Linked DNA regions of Sus scrofa: regions 1, 3, 4 and 5 are each linked to region 2. A link is a contact called in public Hi-C, HiChIP or PLAC-seq and promoter capture Hi-C data. All regions are on one chromosome and are shown on one strand. The core of a region is the stretch at or near the end of the contact, and the rest is flanking DNA. Distances in the headings are between cores, read along the strand shown.

Evidence for each region. Promoter capture Hi-C pulls out the DNA fragments that hold promoters and counts their contacts. A called contact is a pair of places that touch in the nucleus more often than the background predicts. HiChIP or PLAC-seq counts read pairs in DNA pulled down with a chosen protein or histone mark.
Region 1: a contact with region 2 is called in an H3K27ac HiChIP or PLAC-seq map of alveolar macrophages. The contact joins the promoter of ETHE1 here to the promoter of SMG9 in region 2. A contact is called at or near these places in 2 of 47 Hi-C or Micro-C datasets (heart right ventricle and liver) and 1 of 2 datasets of contacts at active chromatin or transcription factors (alveolar macrophages).
Region 3: a contact with region 2 is called in a promoter capture Hi-C map of liver, with 2.1 times the contacts expected there. The contact joins the promoter of PINLYP here to the promoter of SMG9 in region 2. A contact is called at or near these places in 1 of 5 promoter capture datasets (liver) and 1 of 2 datasets of contacts at active chromatin or transcription factors (alveolar macrophages).
Region 4: a Hi-C map of retroperitoneal adipose tissue shows a contact between it and region 2, with 2.3 times the contacts expected there. The contact joins the enhancer-like site here to the promoter of SMG9 in region 2. A contact is called at or near these places in 7 of 47 Hi-C or Micro-C datasets (alveolar macrophages, embryonic fibroblasts, epiblast stem cells and 4 more) and 1 of 2 datasets of contacts at active chromatin or transcription factors (alveolar macrophages).
Region 5: a Hi-C map of liver shows a contact between it and region 2, with 6 times the contacts expected there. The contact joins the promoter of LOC110260999 here to the promoter of SMG9 in region 2. A contact is called at or near these places in 1 of 47 Hi-C or Micro-C datasets (liver) and 1 of 2 datasets of contacts at active chromatin or transcription factors (alveolar macrophages).

The regions. Positions count from the first base shown.
Region 1 is chr6:50,394,398-50,397,097 of Sscrofa11.1, reverse strand. It overlaps ETHE1 (persulfide dioxygenase ETHE1, mitochondrial), which reads left to right and starts at 1,329. Exons shown (of 9, transcript XM_005655917.3): 1 at 1,329-1,465; 2 at 2,558-2,700. The coding sequence starts at 1,462. It overlaps ZNF575 (zinc finger protein 575), which reads right to left and starts at 2,056. Exons shown (of 4, transcript XM_005655914.3): 1 at 1,945-2,056; 2 at 644-881. The coding sequence starts at 856.
Region 2 is chr6:50,568,477-50,571,176 of Sscrofa11.1, reverse strand. SMG9 (protein SMG9) reads left to right here and starts at 1,430. Exons shown (of 15, transcript XM_013988666.2): 1 at 1,430-1,701. It overlaps LOC102166702 (a long non-coding RNA gene), which reads right to left and starts at 1,695. Exons shown (of 3, transcript XR_298578.3): 1 at 1,324-1,695.
Region 3 is chr6:50,425,114-50,427,813 of Sscrofa11.1, reverse strand. It overlaps PINLYP (phospholipase A2 inhibitor and Ly6/PLAUR domain-containing protein), which reads right to left and starts at 1,263. Exons shown (of 5, transcript XM_021097545.1): 1 at 959-1,263; 2 at 924-957; 3 at 850-922. The coding sequence starts at 1,146. XRCC1 (DNA repair protein XRCC1) reads left to right here and starts at 2,084. Exons shown (of 17, transcript XM_013988646.2): 1 at 2,084-2,260. The coding sequence starts at 2,210.
Region 4 is chr6:50,742,484-50,745,183 of Sscrofa11.1, reverse strand. All of the region lies in intron 1 of ZNF45 (zinc finger protein 45), which reads right to left. Among named protein-coding and RNA genes, the nearest start is that of ZNF45, 22 kb to the right of the region's middle. Within about 2 kb of position 1,368, at least 4 of the 83 cell types and tissues checked have an H3K27ac peak or open chromatin away from gene starts, as enhancers often do. A contact at or near this core is called in retroperitoneal adipose tissue, where this site is marked.
Region 5 is chr6:50,771,405-50,774,104 of Sscrofa11.1, reverse strand. LOC110260999 reads left to right here and starts at 1,356. Exons shown (of 2, transcript XR_002344680.1): 1 at 1,356-1,586. It overlaps LOC100737582 (zinc finger protein 226-like), which reads right to left and starts at 1,220. Exons shown (of 13, transcript XM_021097546.1): 1 at 1,061-1,220.

The sequences.
Region 1 (2,700 bases), core at 80-2,579, 170 kb after region 2:
CGTTTGGAACTTAGTCCCAGAGTTTGAGCTTTCGAGCGGAGTGGGCGGGGTCTCTACAACTTCAAGTCCTGGCGGCCCCCTGCGCGGAGCTGGCGGGGCCTTCCTAGTGGGCGGAACCGGCCACGGAACCTCAGATGCGGCTGGCTGGAGCTATACAAACGGGACCCAAAGTCGGTTGCTCAGCAACTCTGTACTAGGGGAGGGGCCTACAAGCTCAGTAGGCGAGATTTCACAACGAACAGGTAGCTTTACCCAGCTCTAGGCTTAGTCTCAGTTCTCTGACGCCGGGTGAACTGCCCCTTTCTTGTCACTAAATTTCAATCCCGGCATGGAGTTGGAGCCGTGGAAGGTAGATGGGAGACCTGAAGGAAAACACAGACAGAGGGTGGCTCGTGCATTGCGATCCAGAGACCCCTAACGGACTTCTCCCTAGAGGTCCCAAACGTCTTGACCTCCACGAACCCCATGGGATCAGGGCATTCGGGCACCAATGCATCCTCGCAAGGCTCAGGCGCCAATGCAGCCCCTCTGGAACCTATGCATCAGGACCCCAATCGATCCCTCTTCGGGAGTTCTGGCGTTCAGCCCCCAATCCACTTCCCGAAGACCCAGGCGTCTGGGCCCAGACCCCTGCCCTTCTCACCTGCGGACGGCCCCTCCCCGGGGGCGGGGCTCCGGGCCCCTCCCTCGGCGGCCGCGGCCACTGCGGTGCTGCCTTCGGACTCCTAGGAGCTGCACCGCCCGGCGCGCGCCCTGCGACGAGAGGGCGGGGGAGGGAGCGCGCGCGAGCTGCTGGACCCAGCCTCATTTCCATCCCCTCCTCCCACGCCGAGCCGGTGAGGGCGTCAGTACGCATGCGCAGTCGCGGCCCGCGGAGGCTGCTGCAGGGGAGACGAAATGGAAGGAGTGGGTGGGTGCACAAGGCCAGCAAGTGGGTGAGCAAGCGCAGAGCTATCAGCCTAAGTACTGGAGGAAAGAGTACCGCCGCTTGCGGGGCCTACGGTGGCTGACTGGAGTCAATCACGTGCAGAAGCTAACACGGGGAAACCTCACTCAGAGATCACCGAGACAGCGCTCAGCATGTGTACTTTCCCTTCTTTTCGAGAATTCCTCTGAGTCCCGTCTCCCGAATCAGTTTCAAGGCCTTGGCAAGAAAAACCTAGCCATTTCTTCGAGAGAGAATGGGAGATGGACTCCCGACTCAAAGCGAGCGGAAGGTTAAAGTCACGTTATTAGCATAGCGCCTGGGACTCTTCGCCATTGGGTGATTCGGGATCTCCCACCTCAGTGCCACGGACCTAGGCGAGGAGGGCAGCAGTGTCCAGGGCCCTTGTTCCTGGCTGGAGGTCCTGGTGGCAAGCGCGGGGTGGCTTGCTTGGCACCCTTGCCCCCTGGGAAGTAACGGCGCACCTTCGCGCCCAGCACAGGAATGACAGCGAAGCTCCCATAAACCATCCCAGCATGGGTGGGTCTTCAGCCTGATAATGTACAGGGATAATGTACTGGCCAGTCCTGGGAGCGGTGGGAATTATATGAAAGGATAATTGGGGCTCTGGAGCCAGATTACTTGAGTAACTGGAATCAAGACTGGCACTTTCCAGCTGTGTAACCTGGGGCAAGTGACGTCATCTTTCTAAGCCTCAGTTTCCTTACTTATAAAATGAAGATTTGTTATGATTAAATTCAGTAATCAAGAGTTCCCCTTGTGGCTCAGCAATAATGAACCCGGCTAGAGTCCAGGAGGATGCGGGCCTCACACGGCGGGTCTAGGACACAGCATTGCCCTTAGCTGTGGTTTAGGTGGGCAGCTGCAGCTCCTATTCATCTCTTAGCCTGGGAACTTCCCTATGCCGCGGGTGTAGCCCATTAAAAGAAAAAAAAAACAATAAAATTTAAAAACGAAAAATAAACTTTAATGAGATAATCTGTTGTTCTGGGACTCACCCAACAGCCCCTCAAGGCACGAATGACCCTGGGGAGTTGCCATCGTGGCGCAGCGGAAACATCCGACTAGTATACATGAGGATGCCTTTGATCCCTGGCCCTGCTCAGTGGGTAAGCGATCCAGAGTTGCCATGAGTTGTGGTGTAGGTCACAGACGCGGCTCTGATCCCCTGTTTCTGTGGCTGTGAATACGGCCGGCAGCTGTAGCTCCGATTGGACCCCTGGGAACTTCCATATGCCTCGGGTGCGACCCTAAAGAGAAAAAAAAAAGACACTAATGACACCAAAACATACATTTTTTTTTCTTCCCACCGCTTGCTGGGAAGTGTACTGGGGTCTCTTGTTGGGTTTCCCTTCTCTAGGGAGAGAAGTTTGTGCTTCTCTCAGTGTGTCTCCCTCGCCCCGTCCCCCCTTTTTTTGTCCTTTTAGGGCCGCTCTCTCGGTTGATGGAAGCTCTCAGGCTAGGGGTCCAAACCGAGATGTAGCTGCCAGCCTACAGAGCGAGGCCAGGGATCGAACCCGCGTCCTCCATTCTCCTGGGTACTAGTCGGATTTGGTGTCTCCCTGTTCTTTGTTTTCCTAGATCTCACGGTTTTCTATCTATCTCCCCCAGCCCTTTTCCGTCCGTCCGCGTCCTCACCCCCAGGACCTCCCGGCCCCTTTAAGGCGGGCCCCGCCCCGTCCGCCCCGCCCCTCCGGGGTCATCCCTGGGTGCACCCGGCTTCCGCGGGCGTTCAGACTCAGCTCTGTCTCCAC
Region 2 (2,700 bases), core at 181-2,680:
CTCAACCGTTACCATTATCAGGGTAAACCACAACATAATGAGAACACATAGTGCTACTATGCCCCAGGAACTCTTCTAGGTACTGTCACCCATTTAACTCTACCAGTGTTATCAACCTGGTGCCCTCATCTCCATTTCAGAAACAGGGGCATAGCAGCAGAGAGTTAAGGAACTTGGCCAAGGTCAGCCACCATTTATGTGAACCCAGCCTCAAGCTCTCAACACCAATGCTTTAACAGTAGCTTCAGAAAGAAACTGGGAGGGGAGTTCCCGTTGTGGCGTAGCAGAAACAAATCTGACTAGGAACCCTAAGGTTGTGGGTTCGATCCCTGGCCTCGCTCAGTGGGTTAAGGATCTGGCATTGCCGTCAGCTGTGGTATAGGTTGCAGGCCCGGCTTGGATCTGGTGTTGCTGTGGCTGTGGTGTAGGCTGGCGGCTGTAGCTCCAATTCAACCCCTAGCCTGGGAACCTCCATATGCTGCGGCCCTAAAAAGATAAAAAAATAAATAAATAAACAAAAAGAAAAAGAAACTGGGAAATGGTGCTCTAGGGATGGAATATGGGGACAAGGGTGGAAAGTGGCTTTTATTGTGGACCCTACTGGCTGCTTGAATTTTGTCAGAATGTACAGGTGAGGTGCTCCCTGTCCAAATATAGTTTCAAATGAAAAATAGCCAACGCCCCACTCACCTACATGTCTATGAATATACACAAACTGCTGTCTTCTCTAGTACCACCTGTCAGTCTCAAGGGTAACCCGCCACTAGTGGACTGCGCGTGTGCTCTCTGCACCGGGCCAGGTATTCCTCAACGCCTCACACAGGTTGCACCCTCAGGCGGTTCAAATTTCCACCCGGTCTCCGAAGGGTTTAATACGTGGTCTTGGTATTCATACCAATCGTCGACTCTTGTCCCTTCAGGATCTGACCTGCCCTTGTCTACTGCCTCATCTCCCGCCTCAGTGGAACTCCAATAGTACAAGCCAGTCTGGACCTTCCCCCAGGGTTCCCCCGCCTGGAGGGCCCTTGCCCATCAATTCAAGATCCAACGGCGCCCTGCAATGCCTAAGTAGTTTGATCCACTAGCTGTCTCCCGCCGCAGACCGGGATCTTTTCCAGCACATATGCCAAGTCTGATTCATTCGGCAATCACCGAAATTCCTCACTTGCTGCCCCACCCCACCGCATGCCGCCTACACTCCAGAAGAGGTGGGACTCGAACTCAAAACCTCCAAGACCGCAGCCTCTCCCTCAGCTCTGCCCGCCCACGCACGCCCCTAGAGACGCGCACGCGCACAGAGGAGGAGTCGCCGCGTCCTCCCACCTTCCCTCCGTAATCCGCACGCGTGTTGAGGCCAACCACCTCCATCTGCGCATGCTCAGCCCGGCGCTCACGCTCGATTCTCGCGCGCTCAGTTTGCGGCACATGCGCAGGGGCGGCAGCTGGCGCAACCTGATCTCGGCTTGACCCCGCGATATCTCCTCCGCCTTTTCCTTCCGCGTGCCGGCCTCCCTTGGGTGACGTTTCCGGGTACCCCGATCGGTTCTGGATTGACCGGTGCTTGTTCTCTGCCTCTCTCCCCTCTACGATTCCGGACCCCCTGACTCCATTTACAGGCCGGTGGCTCGTGGTGGAACCCCCTGCCCCCACCCCTATCTCAGAGCGCCCGCACCTCTGCTCCCCAGAAACCAATCGACTAAGGTAAGGGGCCCGCGTGCCCGCGCGCTGCTGGCGCCCCAGCGGGGGGCGGAGCGCGGGGCGGGTTTCGGGGCCCCGCCCCCTCCTGGGCCGCTATTCGGTCGCTCTGATGCCTGGGCGGGTGTGTGTAACTTGAGTGTGGAGCCAAGAGCAACCCATTAAATACCGGGTTGGCGGGAGTTGGGTGGGGAGGATTCAAATGTGTATGTGGGAACTTCAGTTCTGGGAGGCCGTAATAGAGCCTGTAAACTGGCCGTAAATTATTGCGAAGTCTCTCTAGTAACGTGTATAGAGAAACTTCAAGTTCTGGGAATTCTCGTAGAAGGCCTGCAAACGATCCTTAAACACTAGGGAGGACCTTCAAGTACTTCCAGTTACTGTGTAAATAGAAACTAAAGTTCTGGGGTTCCTCGCGGGAAGCCTGTAAACCGTTGTCTAATTATGAGTAAATTCCCTGAGTAAAACATAGATTCAAGTTCCAGGGGAGACTCCATATAAGAGACTAAATATATGTGTAATTGCTAGAGAGTTTTCAGAAAAATAGTGTGGATAGACTCAAGTCCTGGGGAGGGGATGCTTCATTAGACCGTAAATACGGAGTTAGGAATTGGGAGTCTCCCCAAATAACTTGCCAACAGGCACTTAGATTCTGGGAGATCCCCAAAAGGGAGGGATGAAGGGATGCTTAAGTACTGAGGGAGCCTCACAAAGAATTTGTAATTAAGGTTCTTAAATTCTGGAAGGTCACTGTAAGAGATCTGTAAATAAACACAAGTAGACTGGCTTTATACTTCTGGGGGTGGGTAAGCCCCAGAGGAGCCTGGAAACAATATTGGGGGTCTCCAAAATTCTTGTAGGTGGACTCTTAAATTCTGGACAACTCCTGTTAGGGGCTGTGGAATAAACTCAAATACTGTGGAAGTTCCCTGAATAACATGCATGGGAAGGGGCTCCTCTTAGGTTTGTAAACAGACACTTTAGTGCTGGGGCAGAATCCCCAGT
Region 3 (2,700 bases), core at 14-2,513, 140 kb after region 2:
GAACCTTCGGATCCAAGTGGTTCTCAGATGTGGGCCTCTTCCTTTTAGTTACCCTCCGTAGGTCTGCACCCCCAGTCAAGAAGGAGGGGTGAGGGCCAGGAGGGCAAGGGCATGGACCCCTTGGTCGTGAGAGAGGAGGCAACTAGGGGCCCAGACACCTGGGTCCTCAGGAAGGTGGAGTTTTCTTGAACTCCTGCATCTAAGAGAGAAGGGGATTGGGGACCAGAACTCCGTAGAGTCCTGAGAGAAAGGAAATCTCTCCCTTTCCAACCATTAAAAAAAAAAAAAAAAAATTCCCTTTCTGGTCATACTCTGATCTGATTTTCTAGAATTCAAATGGGTCTTAATTTATTTTTGGGGGTCTTTTTAGGGCCACACCCGAGGCATATGGAAGCTCCCAGGCTAGGAGTTGAATCAGAACTGCAGCTGAGGCCTGTGCCACAGCCACAGCAGTGCCAGATCCGAGCCACATCTTCAACCTACACCGCAGCTCGAAACAACACCAGAATCCTTAACCCACTGAGCAAGGCCAGGGATCAAACCTGCATCCTCATGGATACTAATTGGGTTCTTAACCTGCTGAGCCACAACGGGAACTCCCCAGATACCTTATTTTGAGTGCCTTCCCCCAGGGATCAGAGGATTCAGAGCCCACCCACCCCCACTCCTTTCTCAGGGATTCAAATGCAAGTTTTTGAGCTATTCCTCCTCTGGGATCCCAAGCTTTCTCTCCTTTACCCTCTGCTTTCACCATGAATCTGAATTTTCGGACTCTTTCCCCCTGGAGGACCTTGCTGAATGCTGTCAGTCTTCTTTCCTGGAGTCCCAGAAGTCCAGGCCCCTAGTCACCCAGACCCAGGAGGGTGCAGAGCAGGGCAGAGGCCAGCAGGAAGGTCTCAGGTTTCACGGAAGTCCTCATGTTGGGTGAGTGAGCCTGCAGTTCCAGGACCCCAGCTCATGGGAAACTGAGGAGGGGTGGGTCTGGACACAACTTACCCCTAGGGTGAAAAGTGGCTGATGTGTAAGATCTGGGGGCAGGCCTCTGCACCTCTGGGTAGGAGAAACAGAACCAGAATCCAAAAGGGACATGGGCATCTGGTGCCCAGCCCCCTCCTCCGCCCGGACCCCAGGAGTCTGGGCCTCCATCGCCTTTCTTCCATCAGGACTCAGACGGGCACTTCCCTCTTTTTTCCCTTTCCCACCGATCCTTCCCCGACCTTTTATTTTCTGGCCTGAAGCCCAAGATCAGAATCTGGACATTAGATTCCCTGTAGGATAGAGCGGCTGGAAGGACTGAGATGCCCTCTCCCTTCTCTCTCTCTTCCCAGGGAGGTCCTCAGCGTGGGCGGGGCCCTAGCTGGGAGCGCCCACCTTGTCCAGGCTCGTTCTGCAGAGGCGCCGGCGCCTAGTCTCCCTTCCTTTCTTGGCACGCTTGGTTCATACTCCCTTTTCTGTGTTAAGGCTCTCTCCAGCTCCAACCCCACCCGAAGATGCGCTTCTGGGTCTCGTGGGGACCGAACAGATGGGTGCCTGTCAACCGGCAGGGATGGGCGTGTTACGAGACGGATGCCCACAGGTCATATTGGACAACTGAGGCAGGGTTGGGAGCCGTCGAGGCTGCTTGTGTGTCTGCCTTGGGCACGTGCTTTGGGTTTTATTTAGGTCCTTTACCCACTCTCTCTTGGCCTCAGGCATAACTTTCAAAGGTCCGAGATTTTTTTTCCTTGTGTGTTGGGCGGGGCGGGGGAGCGGCGGCAAGGGAGTAGCCAGCAACCGCTGAGGGGATCCGGTTGCAGATCCCTGCAAAGATCTGCTCAGGTTTGCTGCCCTCTTGCTTTTCGGGCTTCAGTTTGGGCGGTGAGGATGGCGAATTTCTTCTGGGTCCCACTACCCGAGGCCGTTCGGGTAGCAAGACTCTCTCTCCGAACGCTGGGTGTGAACGTCACTGGGAGGAGGGGCTAGAGAGCTGTTTGGCCTGAGGGAGGCGGGAACAGCTCGTTCGTTGCTAGGGAACAGCGCCTCTGGCCTCTGGCTGGAGAGACGCACTGGGCTTGCGCAGTGTTGACGCGACCTCCGGCGCGCCGCTGTTTGAAAGGCCCGAGCCTCGCGCGCTTGCGCAGTTAAGCCCGCGCAGGGAGCACCCCCTGTCCGCCCCCTAAACTCAGACCCTCCTGCGTCTTTCTGGCCAGGCGAAGCCCACGGCGCTGACATGCCGGAGATCCGCCTCCGCCATGTGGTGTCCTGCAGTAGCCAGGACTCGGTGAGGGACTGGCGTGGGGGGAGGTTGGAAGAAGTAAAGGAAATCGTGAGGGGTCTCTATGAGAACTTTTGGAGTCTAAAAGGTGTTGAAGAGAAATCAGCATCTGGGCTGCAAAGAACAACGAACTTTATTTGGAGTCTTAGGAATTGCAATTCGAGAGATATAGATTCCCATAAAGCTGAAAGAGGGTTGGGAAAGAGAGTCAGGAGCTTATGAGGACGAAGGCTCGTTAGGTTGAAGTTGTCTGGAGAGAACTGTAGTTGACTCTGAAACAAGTAAGGAAACATTTAGCTTTAAAGAATAGGCTGTCATGAGTTACTTTAGGGTAAGGGAGCCATAAATAGATAGGCTGGCATGAGTTATTTACCGAGAAGGTTGGATTAGTATCTTGAGTTTCTAGCAGATGTTTTGGATATCTGTGTTAATGCAGTAAGCGGTCA
Region 4 (2,700 bases), core at 119-2,618, 170 kb before region 2:
TTCACAATATTTGCAAGAGCAAGGTCATCTCTGGAAAGAAAAGGGCCTCTGTTACCATTTTAGGAAGGTGCTTTCCACTCTTCAAAGTTAATGCCTAAAAGGACTCTTGTTACAAAATCCACAAAATGTGTCCATCAAAATATTGAGAATGGGGAGTTCCCTGGCAGCTCAGCGGGTTAAGGATCTGGTGTTGCCACTACTGTGGCACTGGTTGCTGCTGTGGCATGATTTCAATCCCTGGCCCAGGAACTTCCACATGCCACAGGCACAGCCAAAAAAAAAAAAAAAATATATATATATATATATATATAGAGAGAGAGAGAGAGAGAGAGAGAGAGAGAGAAGAACAGCAAATATTTCATTGCCTACATGATTAGCACTAGATAGGATTGACTTGTTAATTCTTTATTTAAAAAATGAGTTTATTAACTCAATGAACATTTATGGAAATCAGACTAAAAAGATACAATTACTCGAGCTGTTGATAGTCTAGTGATTAGGACGCCAGCAATCTAGCTGCACGCTGCACAGTACCGGGCTAGTGAGTGGGGCGCTTTGGAGGCACAAGTAATGGGTCTTGAGGGCCACACTCATACGGAGCAGGTTCTACATCAGCGGGGCTTGATCTAAGCCCTGTAGGATGACTGCGGGTTTTTATGTTTGTTTGTTTTTTTAGGGCCGCACCTGTGGCACATGGAAGTTCCCAGGCTAGGCATCAAATCGGAGCTACAGCAGTGGGCCTACACCACAGCCTCAGCGATATCAGATCAGAGCCGTGTCTGTGACCTACACCACAGCTCATGGCAACGCCGGATCCTTAACCCCCTGAGCGAGGCCAGGGACAGACCCACAACCTCATGGTTCCTAGTTGGATTTGTTTCCACTGCGCCACGATGGGAACTCCTGGATGACTGGGTTCAGTCGGAAAAGCAGAATCACGGAAAAACCTCAAGGGAACACATGCCACGATTGTACGTGAACACAAACAAGAGGCAGAAAAAGACGGACAGGAAGACAGGACTCAACCCATGGTGCTGTGAGTCCCTGTTTATCAGCAAGTCAGCAGGAAAGCAGGAAAGGAGTGAGGAAGTGAGTCAGAGGACTCCTTCTGTGTTGGAAAGAGATGCTCTCCCAGCAGACGGGAGCTCTGAGGGGGAAGAGGCGGGGGCCAGAGAGCCTGTGAGGAGGGCCACACCAAGATTCACGACCTCCTTTTTTTTTTTTCTTTTTTTTCTTTTTAGGGCCAATCCCACGGCCCATGAAGGTTCCCAGGCTAGGGATCCAATCGGAGTTGCAGCTGTCGGCCTGGCCTACACCACAGCCACAGCCACAGCCACGCTGAATCTGAGTCACATCTGCAACCTACATCATGACTTGTGGCAACGCCAGATCCTTAACCCACTGAGCAAGGCTAGGGATCGAATGTGCATCCTCATGGGTGCTTGTCAGCTTCTTAACCTGCTGAGCCACAGTGAGAACACTTTTAAGAATAAGAAGGCAGGATAAAGGGTAAGAAGAGATGGAGGGAGGGGCCACTACAGACAGAGCGTTTGTCCTGGAAGGCTTCTGAGCAAAGCGCTGAGCTAAGAGGCAGACAGCCAAGCAGGTATCTAAAGGATGAGCAATTTAGTTGGAGGGAAACAGAAAATAGTTTGTTCAAAAGTCATGAGTCAGGGAGTTCCCGTCGTGGCACAGTGGTTAACGAATCCGACTAGGAACCATGAGGTTGCGGGTTCGATCCCTGGCCTTGCTCAGTGGGTTAACGATCCAGCGTTGCCGTGAGCTGTGGTGTAGGTTGCAGACGTGGCTCGGATCCTGCGTTGCTGTGGCTCTGGCGTAGGCTGGCGGCCACAGCTCCGATTCAACCCCTAGCCTGGGAACCTCCATATGCTGCAGGGGCGGCCCAAGAAATAGCAAAAAGACAAAAAAAAAAAAAAAAAAAAAGTCATGAGTCTATTCTCTCACCCTGTGCTTCTCAAATTTTCACATTCCACAGCTCAACAGCAGACCCTGCCAAGATAAAGGGTCCTATGTGTCACCCCCAGAAACTCTAAATCAGGAGATCAAGGATGAGGGACTAAGAATTGACATTTTTTCTTTTCTTTTTTTTTTTGGCTGCATACAAAAATTCCCAGGCCAGGGATGAAACTGGTGCCACAGGCATGAAAATGCTGGATCCTTAATGCACTGAGCCACCAGGGAACTCCTCCACATTTCTAATAAAACGCCAGGATGGTGGTGGTGGTTCCTGGATCACAATTTGAGTGGCATCGGTCAAAACCAGCCCTCTAGAAAACTTTCTGACAGACTAAGGACTGGAGGTTTTCACCTTCAAATCATTCTACTAACCTCAAAGAATGCTCTGTTACCTGAGGGCAAAAAAATTAAAGAAGGTAAACACTGCAAGCTTCTCTTGCAGTGGGATTTTAACAAATGGGATTAGAATCAAGGTTTGTTAGGATCAGACGGCGCACCAAAGCCAACTCTAAGCACCTAACTTTACCCACTAGAAGATCCAGGCCCTTCATAAAACACTCCCCACATCAATGATCACAGCTGATGTTTACAGCGGTTGACTCACCACCTACCAAGGTGCCATTTACATGAGCGCTTTACATGTGGTATCTGGTTTCATCCTCATAACGACTCTTCAAATTAAGACAGCAATCATCCCCATTTTATTTTATTTTTTTTTATCTT
Region 5 (2,700 bases), core at 107-2,606, 200 kb before region 2:
TAAGGAGAATTACATCCAAGAGATTCTGAACTCAAGCTCTGGACTCAGGCTGCCTGAATTCCAACCCCAACTTGGCCTCCTACTTGGTGGGTGACTATGTGCAAATAATGTACAGCTCCCTAGGTCTCAATCCCATTTTACAGAATAGGGAAAATGCAATGTTTCTTCACGGAGCCATGATGTGGCATAATATACTTACTTGTGCAAAGCCCTCATCATCGAAGTTAGTTTTTTAAAATTTTATTTTACGGCCGCACCCTCGTTCTGAGCCAGGGATTGCAGCTGCGGCAACTACGGATTCTTAACCCACTGCTTCGCAGCCAGAAATCTGAAGTTAATTACCAACAATACCCATGTCCAATTACACGTTCTATATATCCTCTGATTGATGTGCCCACCATTGGAAAAAAAAAAAGGATGTCAAGTTTCATTTACTCCGGGCATTGCTCTCAGTAGCCCAGGAGTCACTCCTTCTACCTCAGTGCAGCCCTTTCTGAGAAATCACGCTGGGGAAAGAAAGAACGCTGTGGAATGCGACGATCGAGTCCCCGTCTCTGATTAAAGTTAAAGCCTCCCCTCCCTTCAAGCAATCTGGAAGCAATCCTCACCTTTCCCTCCAAAAAAGTCAGAATAGGTCCGGGATTATCCAGCATCACACAGGCAAAGACAGAAGGGCAAGAATCACTGAAGCTGGATCTCTGACCCTAACCCGGGGACCTAACCGCTCCAGGGTAAATTAACATCAAGAAGAGATGTTAATTCACTACGTGCCAGGTACTAGTTAAGACGTCAATTTGTACCATCTCTTTTAAGTCCCCAAACGATTGTATCAGGAAAGTCCTAATATCCTAATATTTTAAAGAAAAGCAACAAGAGGCACCAGGAGATTAACTCCCAACGCAAGGAAACAGAAGGGTGCGTGAAAAGTGTAGGGAGGCGGACTGGGCGAGCTGAGAGCAGGAGAACTCTCAATCCTGGGGATACGCAATTAGAGTTCGTGCCCTATCTGGGTAAAGAGACGACTCTCAATGCACAGAGGCTCTGAGTAGGGAATACACACCGCTGTCCTTGCGCCTGGGTACCTGTGCTCTCCGCCAAAGATTCTTTTCCCCTAAATCTGTTGTCAAGTCCTTGCGGCTCCCGAGCAAACATCCAGGAAGTTCAGAAGGGCCAGCTAGACTCGGAACTGACGCACCGCCCCCACAGAAAACACCAGCAAACTAACACTCGGGGAACGGAAGTGCCTACGAGTTCGCGGAGCGGCTGGACTACACTTCCCAGAATGCATCAGACCCCCGGAAGTGCAATTGGTGCGCAGAGGATCTGGACTACACTTCCCAGAATGCACCAGGCACCACCCTCCTCCCACCCACGCCCACGGAAGTGCAAGCGACTACGCGGAGCATCTGGACTACACTTCCTAGAATACCAAGGAAAACCATCGGGAGTCTCACCTTCCAGGTAGACGTGTTGGGGGCGCAGGAAGTTTCTTGCCTCCACTTCCCAGGATGCCAGGGCGGAAAGAATCCCACAGTCCCGACTTCCGTGGTGGTAGTAAGAGTCTGCTCCTGAGTCGTCCCGCGAAGGTATTCCACAGACACGACTTTTTGAAGTAGAAATCCTCCCAATTATGGCAGCAGTATTGTTGGCACGGGAGGGGGGGCGGGGGAGGAAGTGAGGAGATAAAACCTTCAAAAAATTAACTGAGGAATGACTAGGGGACGGTAGGTGATTAAAAGGAGAGTAATTTGAGTATAATCTGACAGTATAAGGCTAAAGAATAGGCGAGGTAGAATGATTTGGGTGGAAAAATGAACGAAGAAGGTATTAACCCAACTCCAGACCCTGTGGTATCACTGGTTTGGCAGGAAAAACAACTTGAAAGGGCCAAAGTGGGAGCCTGTTTTATGGAAAATTGCTTTTCCTTTATTGAGGTTATTACAATACCTACTTTGGAGGTGAAAACATTAAATTTCAGAGAAGTTAAGAAATTGTTGGAATTCCCACTGCGGTGCAGCAGAAACAATCCCTGGGTCTCACTCAGTGGGTCAGGTATCTGGTATTGCCATGAACTGTGGTGTAGGTTTCACACGTCTTGGATCCTGCGCTGCTGTGGCTGTGGTGTAGGCAGAAGTTGTAGCTCTGACTGGACCCCTAGCCTGGGAACCTCCATATGCCAAGGGTTCTGCCCTAAAGACCAAAACAAAAAAAGTACATTAATGGCTAAGGCTACTTCTTTACCTTTAATTAACGGCATTAACAATGCTGAAAATCTTGGCATTGGACTCCCAATGCCAAGGCTGACTCCCAAAGCCTATGATTTGTTTTTTTGTTGTTTTTTTTTTGGCCACCCTGTGGCATATGGAGTTCCCAAACCAGGGATCAGATCCAAGCTGCAATTACAATCAAAACTGCAGCTACAGCAACAATGGATCCTAAACCTTCTGTGCCAGGGCCAGGAATCCCAAAACACTGCCAATCCTGTGCACAGCAGGAACTCCCAAAGCCTATGATTTAATGTTAGAGCAGTGAGGAGTCTACTGGTGAGGGAAGATGTTTTGTATTAAGAGTTTTTCCTTTATATTTTCTGGTTAAAGTATCTTTATTACAATAGTAATTTAAAAACACATGTTGGAGTTTCTGTCGTGGCTCAGTGGTTGACGAATCTGACTAGGAACAATGAGGTTGCGGGTTCGATCC